4 separate regions of the Mus musculus genome follow, and all the other regions are linked to region 4. Evidence: chromatin contacts called from public HiChIP or PLAC-seq data. All regions are on one chromosome and are shown on one strand. The core of a region is the stretch at or near the end of the contact, and the rest is flanking DNA. Distances in the headings are between cores, read along the strand shown.

Region 1 (3,646 bases), core at 673-3,172, 400 kb after region 4:
CAGTGAACTTGCCCCCCCTCTCCCCCAGAGAGCAGCTTCCCGATAAACCTGTGTGTGTGTGTGTGTGTGTGTGTATGTGTATATATATATATATATTTAAATCTGGCTCATATTGGCTCATTTCACCATCGGAGAACTAACTTATCAAGATGACTCTATTCACAGGAACAGTGCAGAATATGAAAACCATAGAGAAAAAGAATTGTGCTTGTCAAGAGCTGAAAAGATGAAGTAAGGTTGGGGGAATGACTGCTCTCACCCTTTCTTTGTTGAGACAAGGTTTCATCCTGTAGCCCTTGACCCCCTCCTGCCTCCACTTCCCCAGTCTTGAGATTACAGGTGAATGCCATCACACCAATGTAGAACAAAATATTTCTCTAGTGGGAAATGAGAGTGTCCTAAAATTGTTCGCAATGATGGCTACACTACCCTGGATACAGTGAACAACACCAAAACATCCTCTTTGTTGGTGGTGTTGGGAGTTGAAACCACGGCCTCTTACTTGTTATACTTGTACTGTACATCTCACCCAAACCCTCAGCCCTGGATTGTTGTCTACTTGAAATGGGTCAATCCTACGGTCTTATCAGTAAACGGCCTGTCTGGCAGCCCGCTTCCGGTTTCAGGCAGAGATCTCTCCAGTTTATTTTAGTTCCTTTATCTTCCTAGTGAGATTAGGATCCACCCAGCCAGAAAACTAGTGTTTCTTTGTTAAAGCAGCAGGCCTTGGGCCTGACATTTCTCCAGCTAGGTAAACATCAGGGATGCCAAACAGTGGGCTGGGCTGGCAGCTGGTCCACAGCAACAGGGGTTGTGGGAAGCCAGCAGGGAGGGCCCCCACCAGTCTTCTGGGGGCAGAACACCGAGGACTTCTCTTTCCTGGTGGGCCAGTACGAGGCAGCAAATAGGAAAGCACTTCCGGAGGCAGCGAGGGACGCTACAACTGGGGAGTAAGAGCAAGCCTACTAGAACACTGAACCCACCCCCAGCAGACTCCACCTGCCTGTCTTTACATTCTGCACATCTAGTCTTCCACTGCCCTAAGGGTTGGAAAGAGGACTCTCTCTACTCTCACTTTACCCAAAAATCACCTCGCTTCTGCCGTCGGAATTCTTTTTTTTTTTTTTTTTTGTTTTTTGTTTTGTTTTGTTTTGTTGTTTTTCGAGACAGGGTTTCTCTGTATAGCCCTGGCTGTCCTGGAACTCATTCTGTAGACCAGGCTGGCCTTGAACTCAGAAATCCGCCTGCCTCTGCCTCCCAAGTGCTGGGATTAAAGGCGAGTGCCATCATGCCCGGCTGCCGTCTGAATTCTTAACTGTCCTATGGAGTAAAGTGGCAATATCCCGGACATTCCTGACAACGACTAGGAGGATGCTGGTGATCTGCCAGCATCCTAACACGAACCCAGCATTGGGGTGGGGGTGGGTGTGTGCGTGGCTCAATGGTAGAGTGTCTGACCATCATACTCAAGGCTCTGGATTCCATCTCCAGCCCAGCAAAACAAACAAAAATCCATACCAGAGAGAGCCTGGGGCCTCCTGGAAGAGCCAGCTCCTTTACAGAGTGCTGGAGCCAATTGTAACTGTTGGGAAGTGGAGGTAGAGGCATAGGCAGACTTCAGTCATCCCCCTGCTTCCTGCAGAGGTCAGAGAAAAGGGGGGAGGGGCCAAGCGGATGCCACATTAATGAATGGGTCTCCTGGCACTCCAACTCATCCAGATGTATGACTCCCTTTTCTCTGAATTCCGGAGACCAGGTTAGCAAGTATCTAGAGCCTGGGACTCATGGCCTTAGGCACTATCACCAGTGAATATATACGCCCATCCCACCCCCTTAACCCAGCCCTCAAGAAATGCCTCCCTCTTCCTCCCTAGACATATTTAGACTCGATTTCCCAATTTCACTTCCTGTGTTGCAATTTCCCTAAGCATGTGACTTAATGTTTATCAACTGTCACCAGGCAGAGGCGGAGATGGTGGAGAGCGGCCTCCTACATTGCCTTCCTAGTCCACAAAAACTAGACCCACCTGTCCCCCTACCCTGGCCAGGTGTCTCCTCCACGTGTTTGGTTCTAGGATCTATGCTTTTTGTTCCTAGTGACAATAGGTCAAAGGTACTGGTATTCTTGGCTTTAACCACCTAGCTTTCTTTTAAAAAAAAAAAAAACAACAAAAACTATTTAAAGGTCTACCCACCCACCCCACCACCACCCACACCCATGCACGCATGCCCGCACACATGGGTTTCTTTGCAGATGATATCCCAAGAGGCCTTTGTTCCTGAGGTTGAGTCTCACTTTCAGGCTTCCTGGTGGTCCTGGAGGACATTGCCTGCTGAATTCACAGTTTGGGCCCTTGGTTTGAAACCAGGAACTGGGACAGACAGGTCTGCTGTCATTGAGCACTGGTGTGAGCAGTTCTCACTGGGTGTAAATGTTGACACCCAGAAGTCACAGCAAGCAGCACACTTGAGGAAGGCTCAGGTGTTCAGGTGATCACTATACTGCAGGGTCCTCCTCTGGGCCCCAGGGGGGTGACAGGAGACTCCAGTTAAGTCCAGAGAGGGAGCTAGCTTGCTGTGTTCTTAAGGCCTCACCTTTTCAAAAGGCACCCAGCGCCTTAGGCAGGTCACTTACCCTCCCAGAGCTCATTTGTCACACCACACGGTCTAGGAGACTCCAGGTCTGAAGAGGCCACAATTTTCCCATCATTTCTGTGCTTCTCTCCATAGTCTCGTTCACCCTTCAGTTTAATGGAGTGTGTTGTTTGTCTTTCCTGTAATAATGGGACTGTAATTCAGCCAAGAAGTTTGATGGGCTATTAATTTTATTACACCATCAGTCTTGATTCCCAAACATAGGCTCAGATGGGCTCTGGCTTTAAAAGTCCAGGGACCGGAACTCTGCACTAAAAAGAAGAACGCATGTATGTGCAAGAGGGCCTGGGCTCTGGAAATGATATCTTCATTCTGTCTACGGCTGGCATGCGCTTCACTCATGTTGGCTGGAAGTTTCTAGAATGAAGCTGCTGACCTGTGGATTGGGACTCATGTGCTACCCTCTGTGCACATCACAGACACACCACACACCACACCACACACACACATACATTAAAAGCCAAACAGCTTGGTGCTGATGGCACATACTTGTAATCCTAGGATTTGGGAAGCAGAGGGAGGCAGATCTCTGTGAGTTTAAAGCCAGCCTGGCAGCCTGGTCTACAGAATGAGTTCCAGGACAGCCTCAGCTTGGGAAACAAAACAAACAAAACAAAAACATTGCTTGTTCTTCCAGAGGACCTGGGTTCATTTCCTGACACCCATTTGGCAGTTCACAACAGCATGTAACTCCAGTTCCAGGGCATCCGATGCTTTCCAGCTTCTGAGGGCATGAACATGGTGCACAGACACACAATCAGGCAAAAGGTTCATGCATGTTAAATAAAAATAAACAAGTCTTTAAAAAGAAGAGTTACAGTAAGCTTAGAAAAAAAGTCAGCCAGGGAGAGGCAGAGCCTGGAAGCCACTGTGTCACACAATACTGAGTGACATAGAACAATTCGCAGTGTGATTGCAGCAAAGCCTTTTTCTCCTGAGCTTGCTTTGCAAGCAATAGAACACACCTCTGCAATCTCAGGAATTCAGGATT
Region 2 (3,500 bases), core at 340-2,839, 410 kb before region 4:
GAGAGGAAAAGGCTGTTGTGATGATCAGGGACCAGGGTGGGGGTGTTTGGAATGGCTGGATTAGTGAGGGCTCTCTTTCATCAGCTCTCCTGGGAATCTGAAAAATGCAGAGGCCCAGGTGCTTCCCAGGTGGCCTGCTCTGAATTTTGATGAGATTCCCAATGGATTTGACACACTTCGGTGGGAGAAACTGCCCCAGGAATTAGCCCTTGCCTGTGGATGGCTTGCCTTTTTCCCATGGTGCAGGTTCTGCTCGGGCTACTGGTGGTGTTGGGGCTTCCCTGAGCAGGTGGGTGACAAGCTCTGTGTGGGTGAGGAGCTGGGGAAGTCAGATGGAGCAGGCTAGGTAAGAGCCTTAGGCACGCACAAAGGTTTGGGCTAGAGTGAGCTCTTATGGTCTCCTTGCATAAGCAAAGCACCCCTTCTTGCACCAGGAGGAGCAACAAGGCCAGGCAGAGGTCCAGTTCAGCCACACCCTGACTCCCAATATGCCAAAGGAGGCTGCCTAAAGGAAGTCTAGAAGGGGTACCAGGTAGTTACAGAGCAAGGCCATGAGGCAGGAGGAAGCCAGGTGAGCCCGGGTCCAGGCACAATGTGAGTAGATAGCCTTGGGGGATTCTCAGCCCCAGCTTCCTCCTGAGCACAGGTTTGGGGATCCAGGCGTTGTATTGACCCTTATGGGAGGCTGGCAACCTCACCTTACTCAAGCTGGCTGCTCTCAGGTCAGGAGATGGGGAAATGTTCTTCCCCTGTCTTGGATGTCCAGAACTAAGCAGGGACATGGTTCTGCATGGGAGCTGGGTCCTGATGGCAGGGCCTGACACAGGAGTGTCCTCTCATCTAACCTGTGCCTGGCATCTCTGGATTAGAAGTGGGCCACAGAGTGGCAGCCGGGAAAGCCATTGCCTGAGAACAGTCTGGTTTGCCTCAGTCAGGGTGGCATCTAGAGGAGCTATTCCTTTAAGGGCAGGGAACTAAATCAGGAGTCACAGTAGGGCACGGGAACTGGGGACAGGTTAAGGCAGACCCATTGGCGTAGCTCCCTCCAAACTGGTATCCGATCCGGCAGAGGAGTCCTGAGAGGGGCGGCCCTGTAGGAAGCGGATGATCTTCTCGATGGTGGCCTCCTGGTACTCATGGGACCATCTGTGCACACAGAGTACAAAATGGGTCAGAGGGTGGGTAGAGGTCTTGTGGGCCAGGGCCATTTGCTTCACCCAGGTGCCGCTGGTGGTCTGGGTCACACACACACACACACACACACACACACCACTTCCTCCTTAGCTTTCCCTTTTTCTTTTTTAAGAGCAGGGGGCTTACTTGATGCCGTTGAAGGTGAGTACAGCCTGCATATCCTCAGGCAGCGCCTGAGGCTCAGGCCACTCAAAGCCATCAATGATGGGCACAATGTTCTTGCCACAGCTTAAAGCAGTCACAATCTCCTGGAGAAAGAAGAAAGAGAAACCGTTTGTGTTTCATCTTGAATGAGCCCTGCAAAGGCCCATGCCTTGGATGTTCTATCCTCAGTGAGCTTGGGAAGTGGTGGAGACTTCAGGAAGTGGGAACTAAGTGGATAAAGGAAGTAATGTGGGGGTGGGGTGGGGTGGAGGTGGAAAGAGGAACAGCAGAGCCTTCCCTTGCCTACTCTGTGCCTCTTGCCCACTGTGAGTGGTCTGCTTCACAGCAGGACTCAACAGGGCAACGGGCCAGTGGCCATGGACCAAAAAGCTCAGAAACCACGGGCCAACACAAATCTTCCTCCATATTGATGTTCTTGGGTGTTCTGTCACATGGTGGGTATCTGATTAACACAAGACCCCACCCCCACTTCCATCCCACACGGCGGCCCTGGGACCAGGCAGGTACGAGAGGACCCTTAGCCTGAGACTGAGTTGGGGCAAGACACTGGTTTGAGGATTTACCCTGACTTCTCTCAGCTTTCACACTATAGAAACCTTTAAGCCGGGCGTGGTGGCGCACGCCTTTAATCCCAGCACTCAGGAGGCAGAGGCAGGCAGATTTCTGAGTTCGAGGCCAGCCTGGTCTACAAAGTGAGTTCCAGGACAGCCAGGGCTATACAGAGAAACCCTGTCTCGAAAAACCAAAAAAAAAAAAAAAAAGAAACCTTTAGTCTCTATCCTAGGACAGGCAGGTCTGAGTGCCTAAAACTACTGGAGTCCCCCTGAGTGAGCTTTTACTATTGCAATGATCCTAGCCAGAGGTTGGACAGGGAGAGGTGGCCCAGAGAATTTCTCATAGGCGTTGGGCACCAGACAGTCCAACCACAGTCCGAGGATTAGGACTTTGGAGGCCCATCTACTTTTTAGGAGGGGCTGCAGAATGAGTTCCGTCCCAGTGGTCACAATTTCATCAGTCGCGCCATCTAAAGCCATCTAAAGCCTCCACAAGGTCCCTCAGCAGCAAGGTCTAAGGAGCTCCCAGGGTGGTACATGGACCAGAGAGGCAGAGCCCAGGGAAGTGATGCCCAGAGAGCATCAAAACTCTACCACTGTGCCTCTCCTCTTTACATCATTTCAGAGATAGATTTGTGTGTTTGCTTGTCTGTCTGTCTGTCTAGTGTTAGAGGTGGGGAAGGGAGACAGCCAGAAAAGTGAAGCTGCTCAAACCATTTGGAGCCCAGAAAATCCTGAGCCCAAGATGTTGAACACTGTGATACTTACACTGTTGGGTTTTTTGTTTGTTTGTTTGTTTGTTTTTTGGGTTTTTTGGTTTTATTGAGACAGGGTTTCTAGATCAGGCTAGCCTCGAACTCAAAAATCCACCTGCCTCTGCCTCCCAAGTGCTGGGATTAAAGGCGTGCGCCACCACCGCCCGGTGAGTTTTTGGTTTTGCTTTGAATTTGGCTGTGAGGAGTTCTTCCCTCTTAGAGAAGGAATGTAACTTGTATCTTATTTTACAGGAGCCCTCAGGTGAGGGCTCTAGGAGACGTTGGATGTTTTCAAAGAGATTGGACTTTTAAGTTTTGATTTTTTTTTTAAGCAGAGGGGTTTTAAAAGTTGGAATGTGTTTTGTATTGTCATGTTGATATTAATAAGATCTTGAAGATAAACGAGAAAAGCTATGGTTTAATAGTGATGTGGTACTATATCAAGTTGTCAAGTGGTAAGTAGTCCCAGTTAGTTTTGGTTTGTTTGTTTTTAACTTGACACAAGTTAGAGTCACTTGGGAAAAGGAACCATAACTAAGAAAATGTGTCGGTCAGATTGGCTGTGGGCAAGTCTGCCGGGCATTTTCTTGACTAATGATTGATCTGAAAGGCTCAGACCACTGGAGGCAGTGCCACCTTGGGCAGGTGGTCCTGGGTGGTACCGGACTGCAGGCAGAGCAAGCCAGTAAGCAGCATCCTGCCATGGTCTCTGTTCCATCCCTGCATCGGTTTCCCCTGATGTGGACCTGTAAGCAAGTAAGCCCTTCCCTTCCCAAATTGCACCTGGGCATAGGACATAGGTCCCAGCACCAGACAGGAAACAATGACAGAT
Region 3 (3,556 bases), core at 915-3,414, 340 kb before region 4:
AGGATGGGTGCAAGCAGTCAGAAGGTAAACCAGGAATTGCCAGGGAAACAGGCTGGGTTTTCAAAGTTGTGAGGCCCTATTTCAAAAAACCTGTCACTCAAGCCAGGTGATGCCTGTAAACCCAGTGCAGCTCAATTGGTGAATTCAATTTTTAAACAAACCAAACCCAACCCAACCAAACAACAAAAACAAACCTCAAACACAATACCAAAGGAAAAACAAGGGCTATGGGTAGCTCAGTATGCAAAGCCCTGGGTTTTATCTCCACTGCTACCAAACCCCAAAGAAACAGTGACTCCCCTTCTTCATGGCTATAGCTAGTGCAAAGTTTTGATGGCCTCTTTGTAGTTGTCAGGCCCTTCCGTGGCAGCAGGCTGACAGCACTCAAAGGTATCATGTCCTAATCCATGTCCAATAGGACCACAGGTGTACAGAAGGATGTTCAAAGGGGAGGTTTTCCTGGGTTACATGGTGGGCCCTCGTGAATTACAAGTGACCTTATAAAAGGCAGAGAGAGATGTGAATACAGATGAAGTGGCAATATGACGGATGACCTGCAGAGATTGCAGTGAAAGGGCCACAGCCAAAGAAAGGTCAGTGGGTAGACTGTGCGGCCTGAGTGTGATCCGCAGCTCTGCAAACCCAGCCACCTGGAAGAGGCAAGGAGTGTAGTCTACCTTTGAGCCTGAGACCGAACATTCTAAATTTCTAACCTCCGAGCAGCTTAAGCATAACGTTGGGGGTAAAGTAAGCCACTGCGTTTGTGACAATGTCTTAGAGGAGTGAAACAAATCAACTTAACTTGATAACACACTGGTTTTGGTGCTGGGATTTGAATCCAGGGCCTCGTGCATGCTGGCCAATGTTTTTACTACGGAGCCACAGCCTCAATCCCACAATCTTTTGAGTTTACAATCTAAAGCTGTAGCTACATGTCAGTTACAGCCTGGCCTGAGGTCCTCTTGCAATGGATTCAAATGAACTATTATTTTAAGGGGAAAAAAAAGTAGGATCCATAGGGCCCTCAACATGTCCACAGGCAGCCAGTCCTTGGGAAAGCAGCACCACAGACCGGTGCTCTTGCCACATGCTACCTACGGGTTTCCCCTGTAGATCAAAGGTCTTTGCAATCCCGTGGTTCCACAAACAAACCAAAAAGACTTAAGGGAGTGGGGGGTGACACTGCTGATGGTGTCACTCCTTAACTTTGTTGAGTAGGTGACAATTCCTGTGTCATGTCCTCTCAGAGAACACAAGGCACATGTCATTTTGCAGCCACCATTGAGAATTTACGGATTTAAGATTAAGAACTGCCCTGCAAAGAAGAAACATTTAAAGAGCATTTCAGCCATTTCAAACATTTAGGTGGATAAGTCCGTCAGTAGATTGGAGAGGCATGCTTAATCTTGACCTTAAAATCGGGTCAAAGAATGCTCTCCAAAGCGCAGGGAACGGTAGCTCATCTTCAAACAATTCAAAACTGACTTGGAAAAGCGACATTTCCTCAACTGCTCCTCAAGCTAGATCCAGACCCAGAAGGAGTGTATGAATGCCACGAGCACTAACCAAGGGCTAACCCTTCAGTCATTTTATTCTACTACGCAGGACTTTTTTTTCTTTCTCGGCTTACACTGGACTTTTAAAGTCCATCCAAACGCAATAGATTCAACACGTGACAGACACTGGTTCACCCAGGCAACTTCCCTCAGCCAACTGCCGTAGTTAAAACCATGGGAGCGAAACACACCCAGGCAAAGGTTTTGCAAAGGATTGGCGAGTACATGGGGCTCAAACCCAGGACCTCCTAGGCATGCGCCCTACCATTGGGTTGCACCCTCAGTTCCGCTCTGAAAAAAACAAAGCGGTGGTCAACGGCTGGGGACAGCCGGCTGGGGCCGAAGTCAGGCACGGAGCCAACAGAAATCAGGACGGCCACGTGGGGACCCCTGAGCCTCACCTCCTGCGGGTATAGTTCGGGCGGCAGCACCGCCTGCAGGTCGATGAACAGCGTGATGGGGATGTGCGAGACGAAGTAGAGGCCCAAGAGCCACTCGACACAGCGCCTAGCTGCCAGGGCCCCCATGTTCCCTCCTGTCCGTTGGGCTACGACTGGCAAGCCGGTGATAGAAGCCTGCTACGTGGTTAGAAGCCCCGCGCCCGAGCTGTGCCGTCCCGCCCCCGGCTCACACAGGCCGTACCTATTGGTCGAAGGGGAAAAACAGAAGCGGCTCGTGAGTGGGTGGAGGCCCTCGTGGCCCGCCCATATAGCGGGGCTATAGTTTGAATGATGGCCTACCTGTTGTTTCCATTGGCTGCTGGGAGTACCGCGTGAGGGGGCGTGGCTCTGAGCGGTCCACGTCGGCGGGTGCGCGTGTGCAGCCTCGGGCTGCGTGCGCTGGTCTTCCCTGTGCCACGAGTGTTTTATTCGCTGGGTTCTGTTCCGTATTGGGACCCCGGGCCAGTAAAACCAGAACCCGCAGTGGCAGTTTAGGAGCGCTGCGAGCCGGACTTTCCTGCTGGCTCCAAAATCACTGCTCAGCCCACAAATAATGATTTTATATGATGGACCCTGATAGGCCTGGGACAAGATGGGGGCTGCCATTCGATGAGAATAGGGAACACAGGACTTGGGTTCAAGGGAAAGGAAATTAAGTTTGTGCTTTGTATACACTGAGCAGGGTTAGGGCTTGGGTACTGCTAAGTATAGAGCATTTACTTAGCACTCAAGAAGGCCCGACTTCCATCTCTTGCACCATTTGAACCAGAGCCCCAAAGGGCCGGGTGTGGACAGAAATCTGTAAGGTCTAGGCCAGCCTGGTCTACAGGCAAGCTAGGGATACATAGAGCCTGTCTCAGACCAAACCAACCAACCAAAGAGACCTTGAGCAGGCAGGCGGGCAGTTGGATGAACTTGGTTTAGATTTGTGAGAGCATTTGAAGGTTAGAGAGCGAAGGGCATTAAGAGATCCTACAGAATCATAAGGGTCATGGGAGGAGATGACCAAGCGAATGATGGTCACAGGGAAGAATGGAGTAGCTGTGTCACGGTTGACACTGAGTGCTGTCCACCAGTACCAATGAGAAGTCCTATGGCTGGAGAGCAGTGTATTGGGAGGTAGGGAAATGGAGACAGAGTGTAGACAACTGGTCGGGAAGAGGTAGAGAAATGGACCCCACGTGTCCTTCTCTTTCTTTTGTATTCACTTTTTGAGACAGCCTCTCACTATGTAACCCTGTGACTGGCTGTGTAGACAAGGCTAGCCTGAACCTCACAGAGATTCACCCTGCCTCTGCCTTCCAAGTGCTGGAATTAAAGTCATAGGCACCATGCTTGCTCCAGTGTGCCCATTTCAGCAAAGGAGACTGGGATGTCTAAATGGGTTTGAAGTTTCTGCCCAGAGAAGTGAAGGAAAGTATAGCTAAGGGAAAGCAAAAATTAGGGTTAGGTAGGGTAGTCTGTGTGCCCAGTGGTAGCTACCATAGTACTAAGACAGAGGGGTTGGCGTTGCTGAGGTAGATGGCTCTCAGTGTTGGGTCTGCTCAGGAAAGCATTTTG
Region 4 (3,921 bases), core at 789-3,288:
GCCAGAACGCGGAAGTTCAGGAAGGAATCTGATTTTAGGCAACAAAGAAGTAGGCTTCAGGCAAGAGTTGACTTTGAACTAGGCCAGGGAAGTAGGCTCAGATAGCCTGCTCATCCTGTTGAGCCCCTAGAAGCATTGACCGTGGGACTTTGTTTACTACCATGCTTTATCCTTGACTATTTGTGTTTCTTGTCTTGCTTGTTCCTTAACCCAGGACTGACCTTATTCCTTGCATGTAATTAAAATGGTATAAAAGCAGACTGGGGAAAAATAAACCCGCCTCAGCCTCAGAACTGGCTACAGTGCTGTCTAATTGTCTTTTTTTCTTTTTAATCCTCACTCCTGCCCTGGAGAACCTGTTGACTGACTGAGCTGGCTTGGTCAAAGGAAGGAAGAAGACATGGAGAGAAAGGCAGTAAGTAGTCAAAAGAGCTTTTAGAGGAGAGGGTATGCCAAGTTTTCATTAAACCATGGCTTGCCCATGAAACTGAGGGAAAGATGGCTTCTATCTTGTTTCTTTGAGGCAGGGTCTTTCAATCAAACCCAGAACTTTCTCTGGCTAGTCTCACTAGCAGCCAGCTTGTTTTGAGAATCCTGTCTCTGGCCTACCAAGGCCAGAATTATGGGTGGGTCACCACACCCACTGGGCATGCATTTAGATTTCTGGATCTACTTGCTTGGGAAGCAAACATTTTAACTGACAAACCAGCTCCTGGTCCTCGTGACTGGTGGTTTAAAGCCAGCCAAGCCGCATAGCAAGATCTTGTCAGAAAGAGAGGGCAACGGAGAGGAGGGGGGATTTGATCTGGGCTTCTTAGAACTCAAGGCAAGAATAGAAATGATGACATATAAACCTTTCATGGGTTTGAGAATCAGGCAGAGCAGGAGGGGCGCACACTCTTTCAGAAGCACTTTCAGAGGAGCAAGCAGGCACCCAGCAGGTCACTGGGACATTAGACCACAGGTTCTTCAATTTTTTTTTTTTTTTTTTTTTTTTGCTTGTCTTTTCTTTGATTTCTTTAAGGGATTTTATTTTTCCCATTTCTTTTTTAAAGGCCTCTATTATCTTCGTAAAGTTGGTTTTAAGGTCATCTTCTCGCGCTCCAGCTGCATTGAAATATTCAGGTCTGGCTGTCATAGGATAGCTGGGCTCTGATGGTGTCGCACTGCTCTGGCTGCTGTGTTCCTACTCTGGCAGTTAGGCATCTGGATTTGGGATGATTGTAGGTCTAGATGCTGATTTCTGAGTTTGTCCTTGTTGGATGAGTGCTTTGCTCCTTGATTTCTGATTCCTCTTTGGTTTCCGTGGCATGCATTCTTAGCAGTTTATTTGAACTCTGAACCACTAGGGAATCTCTGACCAGGTTTGGGGCTGGACTTTTGGTAACTTGCTTGGCCTTTGGTGCAGCAGAGGGGGGTGGTTTTTGTTTTTCTGATGGGTGTGGCTTGCACCTGAGCAGCTGGAGTCTGTTCTTCTGACTGGTGTGGCCATGGGCAAGCCAGTAAGGTGGGATGGGATCAGGGGGAGAGTAGAATAGTCTTAGGGACCCAAATCTAGGGAGTGGGGCAGCTCAGCTGGCAGGGGCTCACTCACCTGCTCTTCTAACTGGGGTCACCTGAGCAGCTGGAGTTTGCCAGAATTGAGGGCAGGGGCTCCATCACTGGGTGGGCAGCCTCACAGATTCTCTTGTGGCCTCTCTTGCCCAGAGGCCTGATTGACAGCCTGTGGTTTGGTTTGGGCCTTACCATGGAAACATGAGCCTGTGGAGTCTAATGAGGTCACTCACTTCTAACTGATCACCCACACCAGGCCTGAACCCATGGCTCAGATCCTTTCAACATCAGTTCAGAGGCAGGCGGTACCTCAACTGGACTTCCAGAAAGAGGAGCTTTGTGAAGATAATACAAGACACCCAAAATCCCCCCCCCCCCCCCCCCCCCCCCCCCCGGGAAGCTTGTTTCTGCTACAGCTTGCACAATGCTGTATTACCCCGTGTGATGCTGGGGAGAAAGAGAAAGTGAAAACACCAGTGTGGAGCGCAGTGCCTGAGCAGAGGCTTCAGCTGGAGGGAATTCCCAGTCTGCTTGTTTTGGCATTGTCACAGCACAATCCTGCTGGGTAGTGGAAACCAGCCAGGCCTGACAACTCTAGGAAGAGTCATCCCGGCTCAGAGGCAAACATCCCGGCCCTAGGCTTTTCTTCCACCCTCACCAGCAGACAAGCTGGCCCAGTTGCAATGTTTGATTTTATATTCAAAGACAGAGTGTTTCTGGGGCACTCTGGCTGCCTTTTCTTTTGCAGCTGCTGGTACTGTGATTGCCTATGCAAAGGCTGAGTATCATAGCAACCCTTCTAGCAACCATGATGGGCATTTGCAGGGGGGTCCTCCAGCCTCTTTGGATTAATAAACCCTGCCGTTCACAAGGGAGGAGCGCAGAATTAAAAACAGATACCTTGCTCTCAGATCTCTTGCTCCTAGCCGCCCCTCCCTTCCCCTCCCCCTTCCTTTCTCTTCCTCCTTTAGTGGCAAGGAATTTAGTTCATAGCTCCATGTAGCCATCTCTTTTGAACTAGCAGCTGGAGAGATGGCTGAGGGATTAAGATCAAGGTTTGGTTCCCAGCAGTCACTTAGTGGTGCACAACTGCCTGTTATTCCAGTCCCAGGGGATCCAATATTGTCTTTAGACCTCCTCTGGCACTGCACATATATGGTGCACACAAATACACATTAAATAAGTAACATTTTTAAAAAACACAAGTACTAGCTGGCCAGTGCTCGTGCACACCCACAGTCTCAGTATGCTTGGAGGCAGAGGAAGGCGGATCTTTGAGTTCAAGGCCAGCCTGGTCTACAAAGTGAGTTCTAGGACAGCCAGGGCTGTACAGAGAAACTGTCTCAAAAAAAAAAAAACAAAACAAAACAAAACAAAACAAGGGGCTGGAGAGGTGGCTCAGTGGTTAAGAGCACAGACTTCCAGAGGTTAAGGTCTTCCAGAGGTCTTGAGTTCAATTCCCAGCAACTACATGGTGGTTCACAACCATCTGTAATGGGATAAGATGCCCTCTTCTGGTGTGTCTGAAGACAGCAACAGTGTGCTCATATGCATAAAATAAATAAATAAATCTTAAAAACAAAACAAAATAGATAAAATATGAGTACTAATGAATAACCTGAAATGCCACTGTGTATCCATATAACCAGATTGATGTGGCTAACTTAATCTCCTAGTCTTCTCAAATTAAAAAAAATTAAAATTTACTGGGATGATAACTTAGTAGTTAAGAGTATTTAGTTGCTATTCCAGAGGAAGAGAACCCAAGTTCAATTTCTAACACTCATGTTGAGTGACTCACAACTACCTGTATCTCTAACTCCAGGGGATCCAACATCCTCTTGTGCTCTCTGTGGGTGCACACATGTAGCACACATTAATATAAACATGTGCACACAATCACACACACATACACAAAACCACTGTGGTGGTGCACACCTATAATATCAGCACCGAGGAGGCAGAGGTAGATCTCTGTGAGTTTGAGGCCAGCCTGGTCTACAAAGTAAGGTCCAACGTACCCAGGACTACATAGTGAGACATGTATACATTTTTTTAAAATGTAATTACATTTATATATTTATTTGTGATGTATGTGTACACACAGACATATTAACCACTGATCCATCATCCTGGATTCATCTCCCTGCCCCTGAATTCTAATAATTAATTAATTAACTGGAAACAGAGTTTTACCATGCCTCCCTAGCTGACCTGGAATACTTATGTAGATTAGGTTGACCTTGGATTTGTGCCAGTCCTTCTGCCCTTGCCTCCAGGGCATCAGAATTACAAGTGTGTGCCACCAAACCTTGCCCATCAGGGATAGAGTCTTTATAGTATTAGGCCTTCTGTAGGCACAGGTTC

What was found. HiChIP or PLAC-seq counts read pairs in DNA pulled down with a chosen protein or histone mark.
Region 1: a contact with region 4 is called in an H3K27ac HiChIP or PLAC-seq map of large pre-B cells, with 4 times the contacts expected there. The contact joins two enhancer-like sites. A contact is called at or near these places in 1 of 39 promoter capture datasets (embryonic stem cells), 1 of 15 datasets of contacts at CTCF or cohesin (large pre-B cells), 3 of 115 datasets of contacts at active chromatin or transcription factors (acute myeloid leukemia, embryonic stem cells and large pre-B cells) and 1 of 9 other capture datasets (embryonic stem cells).
Region 2: a contact with region 4 is called in an H3K4me3 HiChIP or PLAC-seq map of bone marrow-derived macrophages, with 5 times the contacts expected there. The contact joins two enhancer-like sites. A contact is called at or near these places in 3 of 115 datasets of contacts at active chromatin or transcription factors (bone marrow-derived macrophages, embryonic stem cells and large pre-B cells) and 1 of 9 other capture datasets (pancreatic islet).
Region 3: an H3K4me3 HiChIP or PLAC-seq map of embryonic basal ganglia shows a contact between it and region 4, with 4 times the contacts expected there. The contact joins the promoter of Tmem97 here to the enhancer-like site in region 4. A contact is called at or near these places in 7 of 39 promoter capture datasets (the 3T3-L1 cell line, the C10 cell line, the HPC-7 cell line and 4 more), 1 of 484 Hi-C or Micro-C datasets (bone marrow-derived macrophages), 5 of 115 datasets of contacts at active chromatin or transcription factors (SST interneurons, bone marrow-derived macrophages, embryonic basal ganglia and 2 more) and 1 of 9 other capture datasets (embryonic stem cells).

Annotation. Positions count from the first base shown.
Region 1 is chr11:79,285,794-79,289,439 of GRCm38.p6, forward strand. No RefSeq gene overlaps it. Among named protein-coding and RNA genes, the nearest start is that of Gm30561, 18 kb to the right of the region's middle. Within about 2 kb of position 1,923, at least 116 of the 459 cell types and tissues checked have an H3K27ac peak or open chromatin away from gene starts, as enhancers often do.
Region 2 is chr11:78,473,887-78,477,386 of GRCm38.p6, forward strand. Sarm1 (sterile alpha and HEAT/Armadillo motif containing 1) reads right to left here. Exons shown (of 9, transcript NM_172795.3): 8 at 1,321-1,442; 9 at 1-1,146. The coding sequence ends at 1,017. Among named protein-coding and RNA genes, the nearest start is that of Slc46a1, 9.9 kb to the left of the region's middle. Within about 2 kb of position 1,590, at least 10 of the 459 cell types and tissues checked have an H3K27ac peak or open chromatin away from gene starts, as enhancers often do. A contact at or near this core is called in bone marrow-derived macrophages, where this site is marked.
Region 3 is chr11:78,548,571-78,552,126 of GRCm38.p6, forward strand. It overlaps Tmem97 (transmembrane protein 97), which reads right to left and starts at 2,165. Exons shown (of 3, transcript NM_133706.2): 1 at 1,958-2,165. The coding sequence starts at 2,083.
Region 4 is chr11:78,885,148-78,889,068 of GRCm38.p6, forward strand. No RefSeq gene overlaps it. Among named protein-coding and RNA genes, the nearest start is that of Nos2, 34 kb to the right of the region's middle. Within about 2 kb of position 2,039, at least 225 of the 459 cell types and tissues checked have an H3K27ac peak or open chromatin away from gene starts, as enhancers often do. A contact at or near this core is called in SST interneurons, bone marrow-derived macrophages, embryonic basal ganglia and 2 more, where this site is marked.